2 separate regions of the Mus musculus genome follow, and region 1 is linked to region 2. A link is a contact called in public HiChIP or PLAC-seq data. All regions are on one chromosome and are shown on one strand. Each heading gives the region's core, a stretch centred on a gene start, on an enhancer-like site or on the middle of the called end of the contact. The rest is flanking DNA. Distances are from core to core; before and after follow the strand shown. Region 1 overlaps Tmem200a (transmembrane protein 200A). Region 2 overlaps 4930401C15Rik (RIKEN cDNA 4930401C15 gene).

Region 1 (5,732 bases), core at 1,960-4,459, 220 kb after region 2:
TACCTACTAAAGTACCAGTGATGAAGAATGAAGAAAGTTCAACACCCCACACACCCACACACCCACACACCCAAACACACATGCACACACACACACACACACACACACACTAAAATATAAAAGGAAAGCCCTTCATTCACAAGCAAATGGGGACATTATGTTAGGTGAAATGACATAGAAAGAAGAAACTGCATAATCTCATTTTTATATATATACATATATATATATATATATACATATATATATATTATAGGCTAAAAGAATTGAATTTATTGCAGAAGGTAGAATGGTGGTGGAGAATGGGAGCTGTGAGTGAGAAAGGATAATTTTCAATATGTAGATAGCATGACCTACTCACATAATCAGAATATAGTACATGTGTACCTGATACATGCAGAAAGTCTAAAGTCATGCATATGGTATATACACGTTATATATTATATAGGATTCTGTAGTTCCTGGATACATGACGAGCAGTAGCAGATTACTGAGAAGTGTGAGGCAACTATCATCACAACACAAAGAAACATGCACTGCCTTTATCTACAAGAAGATGGGGTACACTCTGAAATGGTAAGAATAGAGCATAATGAATTGGTAACACAGTCACATATCATCACTATCAGGCTTTGTTCACAGTGTATACATGCAGCTTTGTTAACACCAACATTGGCATAAGTGTACAAGTGATCTGTTGCACCATGACTTGATGTGGCCCTACAGGAACAACAACAGTATGAACTAACCAGTAACCCCCAGAGCTGTGTCTCTATTTGCATTTGTAGCAGAGGATGGCCTAGTCAATGGGAGGAGAGGCCCTTGGTCTTGCGAAGATCATATGCCCCAATACAGGGGAATGCCAGGGCCAGGAAGCAGGAGTGGGTGGGTTGGGGAGCAGGGTGGGGGAAGGGTATAGGGGACTGTCAGGAGAGCATTTGAAATGTAAATGAAGAAAATATCTAATAAAAAAGAGAAAACTTGAAAAGGACATAAAAAAGTAAAAAATAGAGAAAGAAATATATTTACATATAGGAGAAAGAAATAGATCACACAAACACACACACATATATATATATACACACACAAACACATATCCCTCTCCCTAAAGGAAAGAAAATAATGAATTTAAATTTGAAAAAAAAAAAGCTAATAAGATAGCCCAATAGTTATGGGAGCTTCTTGCTCTCTCTCTCTCTCTCTCTCTCTGTTATATATATATATATATATATATATATATATATATATATATATATATATATATATATATAAAACCTATACCTATACACATATACATGTACATCTTGAAGGAAATGTGGCATTCTAAAACAGGGGTGCTAGTTAGAATGCCAGACTACTCAAATTCTTTTACCAATCTTTTTGTTTGTTTGTTTGTTTGTTTGTTTGTTTTTGAGACAGGGTTTCTCTGTATAGCCCTGGATGTCCTGGAACTCACTTTGTAGACCAGGCTGGCCTTGAACTCAGAAATCTGTCTGCCTCTACCTCCCAAGTGCTGGGATTAATGGCATGTACCACCACTGCCTGGCCTCTTTTACCAATCTTGATGACCTGAATTCAATCTCCAGATCCCCACAGTGGAGATAACTGACTCCCATAAATTATCTTCTAACTCAACTAACTAAAACTAACATAAGGAATATAACGAGAGAATATATAACTAATCAACTAACAAGGGAATATATAACTAATCAATTATTAGTCAGTCAGTGGTTTGTCTTGTTTTGGCTATGTCTATTCTAGCCCATGGGTCAATCATTTGATTATAGTCTCCTAGACCTGGGAAATCAGGCAGAGAAGCTTGGTTTGCTGTAGGCAGTGAGCCTATGGAAGAGATATCACCTTTCTTGGAAAATACTTCCAAGAATAAATATATGATTTCCATCATCCTTTTCCTGCTGCCATGGTGACCAAGAACACTGCATAGCCAAAAGACACCCATCCCTGGTTTTTGTGTTAGGATAGCACAGATAAGCTACTGGCTGAATCAAAATGGTCATGAATGAGTAAGAAAGTTTGGGTTATTTAAGATCACTGAGAGCTGGGGTTGCTTGTTATTGCATGTATCCAATTCTAACTGATACAAGTGAGGATAGTAGTATTCTAGTACCACTTGTAAAGAAAAGAAACAAAAAAATTAAGAAGTTGGTAAAATAGGGAGGTAGTTCTATGGTCTGAATATTTGTCCCCAAAATGTTTGTTAAAATTTAACTGTCAATGTGATCATTTTAAGAAGGTGAGTTTGGGGCCATGGCTATCATTAGGACACCATGCTCTTGGGTAGGGTTGGTATTCTTACAAAAGATGTTTCATACAGCAGTTGTCCCTTCTGCCTTTTGTTCTCTGCAGCCTGAGGACCTTCGCAAGGCTCCCAACATCTTCATCTTGGTTTCCCTAGCCTCTAGAATGTGAGAAATACATTCCCGTTGTTTATAAATTACTTAGTCTGTGTATTTTGTTATAGCAGCGAGGTTTGATTAAGACAGGTGGTGTCACTGGGATTAATGTCTGATACTGCGGCTTAAAGAAATAAAGGAAATGCAGTTCATAGATCCACAAAGATTCCCTTCTGTGGCTTTACTCTACACTTTCCACACTGTTATGTGATAAAACAATTTGGTTAGAGACTTCCTCATTTAAAGAGGTTAAACCTATTGTGGCTCAATATATGACCAAAAGTAGAATATGAGCCTGAATCCATGCATGTGCCTGGACCCATGCCATGCTGGTGATTTCTCAAACCACCACTAATACTCTGAATTGACTAAGGGTCTTGTCCTAACCCTCAATAGCTGTGACTCTCAGGAGATAACTGGCCTATGGCTTCAGGAATTGATTTGTAAAGTGGGGATCTTGGCCCTCTCTTCCTCACGGGTTTCTCAAAGTTGTCCTGAACATAAAGGATCTGTAATAAGCCACTAGTAGAATCAATAACTTCAGCTAGGGTGGTAGGTGTCGGGGTGTGGATTATAATAAATTTATATTCACCTTTTTTAGGAGAAAACCTCTTTGGTTATCTGGAATAAATGGAAATGTTTCTAAATATAATATTCACAATGGAATTCATTGTTCCAGGCTCCTCAAAGAGTATTAAACAATAATTTAATTTTCTCTTCATGACTCAGAGTTATATTGCTTTGTTTTGATTCTGAATATCAGCTATGACTTGAATGTCTGCCTTACCCTAAGAACTGGGTGAAAAGCCAAGATTCCTGAAGGAGCTTGTATTCAGGAAGAGGAACTAGTGTTAAGGTAGACCTTAGAAATAGAGAATGGGCTAAGCACAAGGGAAAGTCTCCAGCCCCAGCGCATGTGCACTCATCTGCACACACACGTGTACATACACACACACACACACACACACACACACACACACACACAGAGAGAGAGGGGGGGGGGCAAGGTTGTAATCCTATCACTGGATCAAGCTGGTCTGTCTATCCATGCAAATAAAGGCCACAGGAGTCGAGAGAAAGCAGACTAAGCTCACTGGGTTAATAGTACCACTGCTGCTGTCTGCAGCTGCCCTTCACTGGTAAGTTCTCATTGGAGGGTTCTAAGACACTGTGTCCCAGACACGAATAACCAAATAATGATGCTGCTGTTGCTAGTATTACTTACTGTATTGGAATCTAGAATTTCCTTAAAATCTTTCATAATCGCAATAACGGAGATGGGAAGATTTGCCCATATGAGTGCAGCTATGCCCTGGCTGGGATCCTGATCTGTGTAATGGAGAGAAGGAACTGAATCGTCATTTTCCACTCACTTCTTTGTTCTTCACTGTAGATGGAACGTGACCACCTACTTCAAGCTCTTTGTGCCTTCACCCCCTGCCATGATAGACTCATATATCCTTCAAGTGTGAGCTGGAACAAACCTTTGTTCCCTAAGTTGCTTCTGTCAGAATATTTTATCACAGCAACAAGAAAGAAACTACTACAATCCTATGTGATAATGAAGAGCAAGCAAAATAGAGGTAACAGCTTTAGAAATATATCTATTTGAGGTGTGTGTGTGTGTGTGTGTGTGTGTGTGTGTGTGAGAGAGAGAGAGAGAGAGAGAGAGAGAGAGAGAGAGAGAGAGAGAAAGAATGAATATGTGTTTGTGGTACACTCCTTTAATCCTGGCAGTCAGGAGAGTCAGAGGGAAGTGTGGAGAGCCATGCCATGAGCAATCGCCATTATAAGATGGCGCTGGCTTCCACTGCACCTAACTAGTAAACAAGCCTTATGCGCAAGTGCAAGAGTGAACTCGCGCCTAGTCACTGCCCATCTCGCAGTGTAGTAATGGGGTGATGGGCAAGCAACGAATCAGGAGCTGTCACGCCACATCAGGTGCTGAAACATCACACTGAGGGCTATATAAGCAGCGCCATTTTCCCGGTTCGGGGTCTTCCCTCCTGATAAGTAAGCAATAAAAGCTTTGCTGCAGAAGATTCCAGTTGTTCTGAGTGTGTTCTTGCCGGTGGGGACAAAAGCTTGGGCAATAGGGAAGCAGATCTCTGAGTTTGAGGCCAGCCTAGTCTACAGAGTCATTCCCAGGACAGCCAAGGCTACACAGAGAAACCATGTCTCAAAAAAACCAAACAGAAGAGGGGGGGAGGGAGAGAAAGAGGGGAAGGAGGGGGGAAGGGGGAGAAGAGGGGAAGGGAGAGAAGGAGGAGGGGTAAAGGGGAGAAGGAAGAGGAGGAGGAGGAGGAGGAGGAGGAGGAGGAGGAGGAGGAGGAGGAGAAGGAATCCTGTATGGGATGGAGAGGCACCAGGATGGTCACTTCAAAGGAAAATTCCTAAGCTCTTCCAGTAATCCAGGCATGAGGAATGAGTCAGGCAGGTAGTCACGAGGGAAAAGAGAGTGGAAAGAACACAGAACTTCTTAGAAGACAAAATAAGAAGACCTTGACATTAAATATGAGTGATCAGATAGGGGAAGTGGTCAAGAAAATGCCAAGGTCTTAGTAACTGGATGGATAAGAGTCTGTTAATTGAAATATAAACAAAAATAAGTATCTGGAGAAACTTAGTTGTAATAGCTATGGTCTTTACATTATTGAAGATTTTCTGTTAGTTGACTATATGTATAGACGCTTCCAGCAAACATATGATTAAAAGATAAACATTTAATCTACTGATAAGAAAACATTTTCCTTGACGATTGCAAACCAAAAGGTTGATTTTCTTCACAAAATACACTTTAAAGATCTTTGATTTTGCACACTGAACATGATTTTGGATATAATATGCATGCTGTCTTATGGCATCCTTTGCTTTGTAACTTGAAGGGGCACCACGGTATGGAAACCTTGCTTGCTTAGATTTTTCTGACACAGGATCTCACTATGTAGCCTTTGCTGGCCTGAAACTTGCTAGTCTCAAACTTGTGGTCATTCTCTTGTCTCTTCACTTGAACTGGGACTGGCAACATGTACTGAGATGCATTGCCTAACATGTAATAATTGTTACTCTATTAAGACAATGCACTGGCTAGTTTTGTGTCAACTTCACACAAGCTGGAGTTATCACAGAGAAAGGAGCTTCAGTTGAGGAAATGCCTCCATGAGATCCAGCTGTGGGGCATTTTCTCAATTAGTGACCAAGGGGAGAGGGCCCCTTGTGGGTGGGACCATCCCTGGGCTGGTAGTTTTGAGTTCTATAAGAGAGCAGGCTGAGCAAGCCAGGGGAAGCAAGCCAGTAAGGAACATCCCTCCATGGCCTCAG
Region 2 (5,394 bases), core at 2,062-4,561:
TGTGTGTATAACATACATGTATCATATATATATATAATAACTTACTACTATATATATGTGTTGCTATTGACCTATTATTTCTACATAGCTCTCTAGAGTTTACATTTTTATTTCTTGAACCTGTCTATGGCTTCCAGTCAGACACACACATCAGTGGCTCAGCAGGACAGGACTTAGTGATTTGTTGCAGTGAGGTAAGAACATACACTGAGGGCAAGTGTTGGTGGCTCAGTAAAATAGTATTCGAGTGTGTTAGGATGTGAGTTTGTGCTGGAACAGTTCAGGGAAGTGGAGCTCCCCCTGGACTGGGCCCTGTGAGGATGTGGATTCTGCCACTTGGGGTCTTTAATAACCCTATGTGGATGGTAGAGGCATGAAATCACCCTGCATGTATAACTGGCAGGGAAGCAGAACTCCCCTCAGCCAGGAGAAGGCAGGTTCAGGGATTTTGGTGGTTTCAGCAGACTTGTTGTTTTGTTCAAGTTCAGACATGGCATAGAATTGGTCTAAATTTGTCAGGATCCATCCATGTCCCAGTGTTAGCAGGTGCAAGTGGTCTGTGAAGTTACCTTCAGTCGAATGCTGTAACCCCTGGATGTGCCTGTAGGCTCGATCCTGGTGGATGGACCTCGCTATTTCTCTTAGCATCCTCAGCCAGATGTAAGAGTCCTTCAGGACCACCACCTTGCTTCGTGGGTATCAGCAAGCACTACCAGATGCTGGGTTTTCCGTTCTCTCTGCTCAGCTTGCCCTTGAGGGTGTTTTTTTTTCTTCTAAATAAACAAACATAATATTAAAAGACACAAGTCTAATTTTAAACTTGCTTAAGAAATAATTATCCATTAGTGAAGAATGTTCCCTCAGTTCCAAATATACTATTTTTTGGTTGTCTCAATTAGCATAATTTATCAACACTAAAAATAATTTCTGAAACAAAAATCTGCTGAAAATAGAAGTAAACAGAGTGCACTTCCTCCTCATTTTAGAAATCAACCTCTCTTTGTTTCGTGACCAAACCTTTAAACAGCTATAATGAAACACTGCCACTGATTTGAATTCGAAATCATTTTCTGATTACTGCCCATTAACCATTTGAAGCTCCCACCAGGGAAAGCACAGTGCAGACATGGTAAGTATTTCCCCAATACCAGTTTGCAAATGTGGCATGTTTGTACGATTAGCCTTGGAAAGATTTATTATACAACCCTCAAACCACCTTGGTTATGACAGTGACCATTGCTTATTCCATGTGCGTTTGAACCTCATTGTGAAGAGAGGTCACCAGAAAATGGGGACTTTTGTTGTCAGGAAGATGACTCAAGGTTTTGATGACAAAGGTCTTTCGTTCTCCAACAATTATCAGTCAAAACTCTGAGTTTTAAATCTGAGCTAGGGTTGGTGCTGCACGCTGGATGTCAGTGGAGTTGAGAATCGAGCACAGAAGAGTAACCTCATGACAGAGCAGAGAAAATGAACGTGGGTCGCATACACAGATTCATGGCTGTCTTATTTATTGTATACAGGAGTCCTCTGGATGGAGGGAACTTATTTCCATGAAAGCATGGGATAGTTGTACCCGAAATAAACCACACTTCAAGAAGAGACACTCTGCATCTAACGAGATGATCATGTGGTTTTTGTCTTTGAGTTTGTTTATATAATGGATTACATTGATGGATTTTCATATATTAAACCATCCCTGCATCCCTGGAATAAAACTTACTTGGTCAGGATGGATGATTGCTTTAATGTGTTCTTGGATTCAGTTAGCGAGAATTTTATTGAGTATTCTTGCATCGATATTCATAAGGGAAATTGATCTGAAGTTCTCTATCTTTGTTGGATCTTTCTGTGGTTTAGGTATCAGAGTAATTGTGGCTTCATAGAATGAGTTGGGTAGAGTTCCCTCTACTTCTATTTTGTGGAATAGTTTGTGCAGAACTGGAATTAGATCTTCTTTGCAGGTCTGGTAGAGCTCTGCATTAAACCCATCTGGTCCTGGGCTTTTTTTGGCTGGGAGTCTATTAATGACTGCTTCTATTTCTTTAGGGGATATGGGACTGTTTAGATCATTAACTTGATCCTGATTTAACTTTGGTACCTGGTATCTGTCTAGAAATTTGTTCATTTCGTCCAGGTTTTCTAGTTTTGTTGAGTATAGCCTTTTGTAGAAGGATCTGATGGTGTTTTGGATTTCTTCAGGATCTGTTGTTATGTCTCCCTTTTCATTTCTGATTTTGTTAATTAGAATGTTGCTCCTGTGCCCTCTAGTGAGTCTGGCTAAGGGTTTATCTATCTTGTTGATTTTCTCAAAGAACCAACTCCTCCCATAATTAGCCTCCAAACGATGACACCATTGCATACACTAGCAAGTGTTTGTTGCAAGGACCGTGATATAGCTGTCTCTTGTGAAACTAGGCCGGGGCCTAGCAAATACAGAAGTGGATGCTCACAGTCAACGATTGGATGGATCACAGGGCCCCCAATGGAGGAGCTAGAGAAAGTATCCAAGGAGCTAAAGAGATCTGCAACCCTGTAGGTGCAACATTATGAACTAACCAGTACCCCGGAGCTCTTGACTCTAGCTGCATATGTATCAAAAGATGGCCTAGTTGGCCATCACTGGAAAGAGAGGCCCATTGGACAGGCAAACTTTATATGCCCCAGTACAGGGGAACGCCAGGGTCAAAAAATGGGAATGGGTGGGTAGGGAAGTGGGGGGCGGGGGAGGGTGTGGGGGACTTTTGGGATAGCGTTGGAAATGTAATTGAGGAAAATACGTAATAAAAAAAATATTTAAAAAAAAAAAAGAAGAGATATTCCTTGGAAAGTGACTTCCATGTTGGAAAAGGGGTAGGTGAGACACACTGGGGGATGAAGGAGATGCGGATGACTGAAGAATGTGGTGGATCATAGCAGAGCATGGACTAGAAATAGGAAATGGACCCAATGTAAGAAAGGCTTCTATCTTAAGTTGGGTTCTCTCGAACCAGATGCTGAGACGATTTGTGGCCAGGTGTTTACGGTTTGTGCTTCCAAGACTAGAGCCTATAAGGAGAGGAGGGTGTTTAGCTGGAACTGCTTTCAATAAAGGCCTTTGTGTACTGTACAGACTGATGGGGGCTTCTGCCCCTCCACTCTCGGGGCCAGGACTCTGAGAGTCTACCTGAGAGACTCAGCTATAAGACCAGCAGCTCATACTCTGTTCCTCGAACTGGAAAGGGAAACTTTGGGCTGTTGCAGGTACCTTGATGTCTGCCCTGTGTATGGCCAGAGGTCAGTGACTCAGAGGGTGAATGTGCAACAAGGCAGGCAGCTGGGCTTGTGGCCAGGGGACATGGCATGGAGGCTGGGGGTTTGAAGGTTTTCTTAGGAATGAACTCTGGTGGAGAAACTGGGTAAGCTGAACCACACCGGTCTGTGTGAGGTGTCCTCTTTTAGAGCAGCTCAGTTATCTTATCAGCCACTCTCTAGGATACTCATTCCAACACTCCTGGTTGTCTTTGGAAACAGAAAACAGGCAATAGTATAAACGAATGAATGTATACGTCTGTGGCCTAGGAAAATCCTTGCCCCTTTTAAGAGTGTCCAAGTACTAATGTTTACAAAAGCTCTCTATGATTATATTATATTTCACTGACTGTTTCTCAGTCAGTACTTGAATGTAATATTCCCACCTAAGAATGACACTTCTTTAATTCCACAAACCATGTTCCTGTGTCAGGCCACCACAAGGGATGCCAGCTGCAAAGGGTTACATTCTCTTTCATATGTGACTATATTCTGTATATCTAAATCACTAAACTCACCTATAAAGTGACATTTTAAATATTTACCAGAAAGACCAAGTGGATTTAGGAAAACTGCATGCTGTCTGGGTGAATCGGATGACAGGAGTATGCACTTAGTGTTTAGATGTCCAGTCTGATCTCCACCGTGAATCACTCTGGCTCTACTTCTCCGCCCAGTATCTGATCCTGAGAAGATCCTGAGAAGCAGCGGAAATGACTCTCGGTCAGATCCTTTCACTGGAAAGATGAATCATGCTAATTCATAAAATACCACTCTGAGCTCTGGCCTGACAGTTTAATAGCTTTTTCCTTTAGTCAGTTGGTGTAAGAATCTAATTTTGAGCCTATTCATTTATCCTAAAAGGTCAATGTAATTTCCTGAGAGGCCCCGTGGTCCTGCTTCTAACACAGCACTAATGCTAGCACCAAGTTGTGAAAAGATAAAGCTCGCAGATGTCTCTCTTGCTGACTACTGAACATCTGTTCAGATCCACAGGTACAAAGTCTTCACCTGAGCGTCACGTGAGCCCTTTGTTCTTATATCACAATTAAACTATATGCCGTGTCTTCCCTGTCCTCTAGAAACTCTCTTTCATTTGGTCTGCCACACTTGCTTTGATCATGTCCCCCATCAATGCATCCAAATAGCCTACAGTTGTTCACCTGAGGCTAACCCCCAGATAGACCTCCCAGGGTACTCTTCTCATGATAACCTGTGAGGCTTCCACTCAGCCAAGTTGACATTTTTCCCTAGCTAGGACTTGCACATCTATGCACACCTGCACACCTTGTACTCTGTATTGCATCAAAAGGTCATCACCTGTCCTGAGGAAAGCCTTTCAAACGGAAAACATTATGAAGAACAATGGTACAAGAGGCAGTGTTTCCAACTGGAGGCTTGGTAGGAGGAGTGTCTAAAAGAGACTGTTGCAGTTCTTCCTAGTTCTTTCTTTTATACTGTTGAAAATAGGGTGAATCATTTCCTTGATGTGAAAAGGCTTGCTGGAATTATATGCTTCGATGAACTCTGGTATTACATTGTTTTACATTATAAGGATTAAAACACATCACCTGGTGAGACAAGACTCTGATTGTGAAAAATTATACCAGAAACAGCTAACTACAATTGCAACTACTTCAATATCGGAAAAGGAACAAAATATTCTGACTGAAGTGCTTAGAAAGAAACAGCATTTGGTTTGGGCATTGGAACAGAAAGAAGAATAGGAGATCTGAAAGGAGTCCTAAGAGGAACAGAGCCTGAAGATTCCTGGGGAGGTGTGCCCTCAGTAGCTGTGTTGGAGGATGCAGAGTTAGGGTGAGAAGTGATCCGGGATAATGAATGGTACTCGGGGGACAGGGGACTTTGATGCCATGGGAAGGATTTCCATTTTGCTCTTAACAGAGAGACCTGTTGAGAGTGTTTTGAGTGGGTCTGATTTGTAGCTTTGTTACTCAGCTGTGGGAAGGAGTATCTGAAGAAGCTCAGGCATGAAGAAAAGAGTGGGACAGAGGGTGGTCAGGGCTGCCTCACTTGGACTATAAGAAGACAAGCTTGGGAAACACTGCATTCTCGCAGTAGGGAAGTCTTACAATGGGTTGT

Evidence for each region. HiChIP or PLAC-seq counts read pairs in DNA pulled down with a chosen protein or histone mark.
Region 1: a contact with region 2 is called in an HNF4G HiChIP or PLAC-seq map of pancreatic cancer cells. The contact joins two enhancer-like sites. A contact is called at or near these places in 2 of 115 datasets of contacts at active chromatin or transcription factors (fibro-adipogenic progenitors and pancreatic cancer cells) and 1 of 9 other capture datasets (pancreatic islet).

Annotation. Positions count from the first base shown.
Region 1 is chr10:26,009,677-26,015,408 of GRCm38.p6, forward strand. The region is part of intron 2 of Tmem200a (transmembrane protein 200A); the gene reads right to left. Among named protein-coding and RNA genes, the nearest start is that of Gm9767, 66 kb to the right of the region's middle. Within about 2 kb of position 3,210, at least 3 of the 459 cell types and tissues checked have an H3K27ac peak or open chromatin away from gene starts, as enhancers often do. A contact at or near this core is called in pancreatic cancer cells, where this site is marked.
Region 2 is chr10:25,784,865-25,790,258 of GRCm38.p6, forward strand. It overlaps 4930401C15Rik (RIKEN cDNA 4930401C15 gene), which reads right to left. Exons shown (of 5, transcript NR_045349.1): 3 at 3,837-3,988; 4 at 570-773. Among named protein-coding and RNA genes, the nearest start is that of 4930401C15Rik, 50 kb to the right of the region's middle. Within about 2 kb of position 3,312, at least 35 of the 459 cell types and tissues checked have an H3K27ac peak or open chromatin away from gene starts, as enhancers often do. A contact at or near this core is called in pancreatic cancer cells, where this site is marked.